Regions from separate parts of the Capsicum annuum genome. Here region 2 is linked to region 1. The links are chromatin contacts, called in public Hi-C maps. All regions are on one chromosome and are shown on one strand. Each heading gives the region's core, a stretch centred on a gene start, on an enhancer-like site or on the middle of the called end of the contact. The rest is flanking DNA. Distances are from core to core; before and after follow the strand shown. Region 1 holds the start of LOC107845921 (vacuolar-sorting receptor 1). Region 2 has its middle 19 kb from the start of LOC107845922.

What was found. Hi-C and Micro-C count contacts between places; a contact is called where the count stands out from the background.
Region 2: a contact with region 1 is called in a Hi-C map of leaf, with 4 times the contacts expected there. The contact joins the enhancer-like site here to the promoter of LOC107845921 in region 1. A contact is called at or near these places in 3 of 5 Hi-C or Micro-C datasets (bud and leaf).

What each region holds. Positions count from the first base shown.
Region 1 is chr10:144,846,594-144,850,000 of UCD10Xv1.1, forward strand. LOC107845921 (vacuolar-sorting receptor 1) reads right to left here and starts at 1,578. Exons shown (of 12, transcript XM_016690433.2): 1 at 827-1,578. The coding sequence starts at 1,121.
Region 2 is chr10:144,927,115-144,930,521 of UCD10Xv1.1, forward strand. No RefSeq gene overlaps it. Among protein-coding and RNA genes, the nearest start is that of LOC107845922, 19 kb to the right of the region's middle. Within about 2 kb of position 1,502, at least 4 of the 5 cell types and tissues checked have an H3K27ac peak or open chromatin away from gene starts, as enhancers often do. A contact at or near this core is called in bud and leaf, where this site is marked.

The sequences.
Region 1 (3,407 bases), core at 328-2,827:
TACAGTTAGGTGATCTTTACAAACCTGAAATCTGATTACACAATTTATCGACAAAAACAAATGTAAGCTAATCAATTTTTTTTGGATAGAGTAAAGTATTTCATTCACAAAAGGGCATCAAAAAGATATATAGTTACAACTTACAATGAAAGAAAATTTGACAAATGTAAGCTAATCTATATAATCCTGAGCACCTAATAGATAAAATACACCGTCGTGATGAACTAAAACCAACATCATTAAAACAAGATCTAATAACTGAACTAGTACAAAAAACATACGCAAATTACAATCCCAGATGCACAGAGAAATCATAAACTTTACCTCCTCAATCAACAAAAAAGGGTAGAAACTTTACACGAAGATCATAAACCATGAACTCTAACAAACATCATAAAACAAGCTCTAATAAATCAATCCAAACGCGCAAAAAAGTCAAAAAATTTACCTCCTCAATCAACAAGGGAAGGGAGAAACTTTAAGACAACGTCATAAAACATGAACTCAAACAAACCGCATTAAAACAAGGCTCTAATAAATCAATCCAAACGCGCAAAATAGTCATAAAATTTACCTCCTCAATTAACAAGAAAAGATAGAAACTTAAAACCGGCATCATAAACCATGGAAACTCAAACAAACACCATTAAAACAAGCTCAAATAAATCAATCGAAACGCGCAAAAAGTCATAAAATTTACCTCCTCAATTAACAAGAAAAGGTAGAAACTTTAAACCAACATCATTAAAACAAGCTCTAGTACAAAAAAAAAAAAAAATAAGCAAATTACAATCCCAAAAGTGCAATAAAGTCATAAATTATTTACCTCCTCTATCGACAAGAACGAAAACGGGCATACCACCAGGCTTAGTTTTAAAAGAAACATCAACATCTGCAAAATTCTTGCAAGATTTTTGATTAGCTTTAGGATAAACAACAGTACCAACCATTGTTCCTCCATATTGTGGTACCCCAAAATTCCCAATTGCACATTCATACACATCTTTAATTGAGTCTGGTGAAGTTACTCTCAAGCTGTTTTTCTCCACAACAAATCTACCCAAACAAGATTCAAATACAAGAAACCAAACAAACATCAAAAACCCTAGCTTTGCCCTCATTTTCAGCAAAAATGAGACAAATATGACAACGACCCAGATCAAGAAAATTCAAAATTAAGGTCTAGGAGCTATCAAACCTACAAATTTTACATGAAAATCAGATCTTGATGGTAGATCAAGAAAACTCATGTATTGGTGATCAAGGTAAAAAAGAAAAAAGAAAAACACCTTTATTGTAGACTTAGGAAGAGATTTTTGAGGAGACTATATATTAGAACCTTAATTAAGGAGGAAGGAAAAAAACAACAATAATTTAAAATAGTGGAAAAGCTACAGATTCAACGTGAAAACTGTGCTGAAAGTGATGAAATATTTTGTATGAGAGTCGAGAGACAAATTGTCAGGATGGTACTTTCATATACAGTAATCTGCCACATTGATACAATTGTGGGATTTTTATACTGATAATATTTGATCCATTTATTATTACTTGTTCATTTTAAATTTTGCATCTCATGAAATAATGATCAATCCAGACAAGTTATTACTAATATTCATATTAATTAACATAAGTTTTAAGAAATAATTTGGAAAACTGGTACTTATGATGAGCCTAAAAATTTAAATGATTTGTTTTAATGTATTAAAATGATAAATAAAATAAAAATATATTTTAAAATAATGAATAAGTAATAACATTCACTTCTATTCAAATCAAATGAATTTTAGAGACGTGTCTTTTTTTGTTTACACATTTCTCAGCAAAATATTAATTAAATAATAAGTTAATTAAATTATTGTTATTTCTTATTTTTTCCATTTAATAGGGTACTTTTTTACATCATATTTATAATTTAATTGTACATAGAAAAGAAACAAATAACTATGGACAATTTATTTTTAATAATATTCACAAGTAAAATAATCTAGAGTACATCTAAAAGGTAGTCAATTTTTTCTTAAAATGAGCGATAGTTGAAAAACTTCATTACAGAGAAGGATAATACTGAAAAAATAATTAATTATATTTTTGTACTTTAAAATTAATCATTTTAAGAGAATCAAAAATACATTTATTTTAAATCGATAAAAGTAATACCAGAAAGTCTTCAACAACAAAAGGAAAACGGTTTAATTGCCACAAAAATAAGTACCATCATTAGAAGCACAAAAGTTACTACTCCTACGTAAACATTGGACCTTTTCTTCCTTTTTTGAAGGGGTGAAAATCGTTTCCCCCGAAAGTCTGTTTTCGAAATCAGCTTACCCGAACTATCAACAATAATCAAACTTTTCTTTTTTTTTGTTTCATGCAATATATTTTGTTCTTATAATTTTAATTCTATATTTATGTAATATCTTTTTATATTATATGTAATGAATATTTTTTTAACATGGATATTTATACTATTTTATTTAAATTTATTAACTTTATAAGTAAATTAATATTTTTTATAAATTTATCACAAAATTCAATATTATTTTTTAAGATCGTTATTTTGGTATTATATTTATTAAAGAATCGTTTGGTGTGAGGTATAACTATAATAATTCAGAGATAAAGTTCATGATTATTTATCCTGCATTTAATTAGATGTATTAGGTAGTGTCAAAATTATTTATCGCACCATTTATATCACAGTGATGAGATAAATTATCACACATACATGTTAGTACAACTTATTTTGTAATAACTAATTCTGAGATAACTTGTTTCCAAACAACTCACCCCTAAATGTGTATATATACATATGTATGTACATGCATATGCGTATATTTTCGTATTTAATCGCTCTCTTACTAAATTCGTTTCGTATTACTTAACTTTTTGTTGATATAACACAATCCTTAAGTAAATTTTACTTAGAGGTATATTTTGCTAAATTAACCTTATTAATAATAATTTGAAACTTTAAAAAAAAATTTAATTTTTTTTTTTGGTTAGAGAAACTTTAATTTAACACTAAATGATAGAAAAAAATATAAATTGAGTAGATAAATTAATACTTTTATTTTAGTATGAGGATCAAGTGATAAGAAACGATATTATCTATTGTCTATATCAGTAAATAAGTTGTGATTGTCATTAATAGCATATTACATATTTTATAATTTATATAAATAATATAATCTTTAAGATTTGACCTTATTTTTATTCGAGAAAAACATCTAGTACCCCCGAACCATGACCAAATTTGCTACGACACACGTCAACTTCACGGGGGTCCTATTACCCCTTAAACTAAATTTTAGCGTATTTTTGTCAATCTTTTTAGCTAACGTGATATCCTTTGTCGATCATTTTAGATGGCGTAACACCTTTGACGTGGATTCCATTCTATGTAA
Region 2 (3,407 bases), core at 252-2,751, 80 kb after region 1:
GTGTGAGATACCTACAAAACAACCTCGTACACAATATATATATCTTAAAGCTTACTAACATGTATCTTTGATATGCCTATTTCACTAAAACTTAAAAAATAAGAGATACAAATAATAACAAAAACAGAGAACAAGAGATACAAGATATTGCTCAGAAGGTCTCCATAGATCTTGAATTTTTATTTTGAGATAATGATGCACAATTTTTTTCCAAGAAACTTCATTCGAGTTCGTAAAAATCCAACATGTCATTCAAATGTCTCATTCTACTTACCAAAAAAAAAAATGGCGATACATTATGAGTGAAAATCATTGAAACTGCAGAACAAAAGAGCGGCGTTGGTTCAATATCTCCCATATTAATCATGGAAAAGATATTTCCCCTTATGTATAAAGGGGTAAATTTACCCTTTTCCTTGTTTTCTTTAGCAAATTGAGGTTCAGATTTATGTTATGATAAGGCAAAGGAGAAGACAACCAAGCCATTGCTGTAATACACGATTGCATGTGTGAGAATGTGTCTCAATCACTGGTCATACAGGGTTGTCAAATAAAAATACGGGTTGGTTATCTCCATAGACCGAAACAATATAGACTGAAAAAACGATAATCAAAGACTTTGTTCACCAAATATTACCAAAAAATCACTTTGTAAAAACAGTGCCAAATTATTGATTTTTGAAAAAAAAATTGGCAAATAAGATTAGAAGAAATTGAATATGATTTTATTGAAAAAATTTACCTTAATTCAAAAGTTAGAATTAGAGGAAAACATGGGATTGAAACTGCCGCTAAAATAATAGCATAGAATAAGGAGGAAAACCATTCTTAATTTAGTAAAGTAAGGGAGTAGAATAAGGGGTATTTAACATGTATCTCAACCTTTAGTAAAAGTAGTAAATATTAAAAAATTTATAATATTTTTAAAGTGGAGAGATTTTTAGTAGTTTTGTAACTTAAGTTGTTGTTTTAGATAATTTTTCCTAAATAGAATCAGCTCCACAGCTATTTTCTCCAATAAAAGCAATTCTCAACTCCTTCAGATTAGGAAATCCGATAATTTTGGAACATATATATTGATTTTCCTATTCTCACCAATAAGCCGAAGTACTAAGACTTTGTTTACATCCTTGATCGAAAGCGTAACCATCTCTCCGCTTGAAAAAAATAAATTTCTCGCTAGAGCCTGTAGACTAACTCTTGTTAAAGCCACTCTCGATGCTCATTACCAGTACCCCATTCAATTATTTTTGCTCCCTTCTAAAGTCTATAAGAACATTGATAAGATTGAGAGGGACTTTCTCTGTTGTTCCACCCCTAACAAACGTAAACTCTACTACATTAATTGGGCCACTCTGACAAAATTTATTAATGAGCGGGTTTAGGTATTCATTCTCCATGATCATCTTCCGATCAAAGATTATCTTCACAAGTTTAACATAGTCACTAATAATCTTGCTAGTTTTGCCCAAATTCTATTGAAACCTCTCGCCATCTGTTCCTTGATTGCAGGATCTCTGTGTTTTTGGAGTCATTACAATATTATCCACTTTCTCCCCTCCCACTCTTATTGGCTTATTGAACTAACTCAATCAGTAAATATGACTTACCCCCTTCTTAACTGGGAAACTTTCTTCTTTTTTGCCCTTTGGAACATTTGGCTAAATCGGAATAATAACATCTTCCATAATAAATCTGTCCAAGTCCCTCATCTCCATGTCAACTCCAAAGTGGTGGAATTCATTTTCTCTAATAACTCCAACCCAAAGGACATGTATGTGCGCTCAATTTAAATCAAATGGATTGTCCAGCCTCCAGGTCACTTTAAACTAAATTTCGATGAAAGTTTTCAGGCATCCACTAATACATGTGGCATTAGAGGCAGAAGCGAATTTAAGATTTTAAGCTTGTGGGTTCCAATAAGATAAATATTATACCAAAAGAAATTAAAAATAGTCATACCAAGGGGATTCGAACTAAGGTATAAGTATAGCATATGAAAACTTCATCAAGTCCGGTTTGAACCGCTAAGCCAACTAACAATTTTGCTGGTGGGTTTCTCACCTATAATTTTTATATATTTAACACATTTTTAATATAATTACACCGTATATGAAAATGTTTGGGGGTTCCCGGGAACCTCCTCCACCAATGCTAAATCAGCCTCTGATTAGAGGTGTCATCCGAAATAATCAAGGTAGTAGATACTTGGTTTTGCCTCTGAAGCTGATATTATCAACTTCACTGAGATGGAATTTAAAGCATCACTTCAGGGTCTTATCCTAGCTTCTCAACACCAGTGCATTCCTCTGGAGATTGATACATACTGCACAAATATCCTTCATATCTTAAATAATCACTCATTACCTTTATATAGTGATATATCTCATTAATGCAGGTTTTGGCTAAAGAAGTTGGGGAATCTACAGATTCACACGCTTTTAGGGAAGCTAATAATGTGGTACATGTTTTGGCTCGGGTGATCTACTAGCTTTACTCCGACTAGTTCTTCTACTACTAATCCATTATTGTTTTTAAACCAACTTGTTTGGGTTGCGTCAGTTCTGCAACTGGATAGAGAACAAGCTACTACCATCAAACTTCTCTCCTCATGCTTGTAATACGGATTTATTGTTTAATAATGATTAGCTAATTACATCTCATATAGAGAGATCAAGATTCTCATTTTCTAAATGATCAAATACATCAAGAAGATCGATAAAATTCCCCTTTCATAAAATGATCCACAAAACCCTTCTTTCATGAAGATCAAATTCAAATCTTCCAACCTTGAGAAATACATTAATAACAATCCTCAAATTACGGAGCAATCAAAAATAAAAATAAGAGCAAACAAACTTATACCTATATTATTTATCAATAAAATCTTCTTATTTCTTAAAAGAAACGTCATTAATATTTAGTAGTGCGAAGTCAATCTAATTTCCAATAAATAATATCATCAATGTATAAGACAATAATATTTCGCTTTCTTTTAATATAAGTTTATATTATTAATTGGAGCGTACATTGGATTAAGACTTGCAGTTTGTTTTTTGTTAACTAGAAAAATAATTTCATTAATGTTGAGGGTCGGGTAAGTTCTTTCCTTTATTTATTGTTATATGATATTTGGTCTTCAGAATTTTTCATTATTTCTAAAAAATTATTTTACGTTAATGTAAATTATTGTGATCATAAGAATTTCAAATACAATTTCAATTTTATTTAAAAGATTTCATATATTTTCACTTCTCTTACAAAAAATTTTAAACAATTTTAATTTATATTTTTGGTCAAACACTACTTCAAATGCCAATTCTAACCTTTTTTCTTTTTAAATATTCATAATCAAACACCTACTTAAAAGTTTTCATATATTTTCACTTCTCTTACAAAAATTTTTA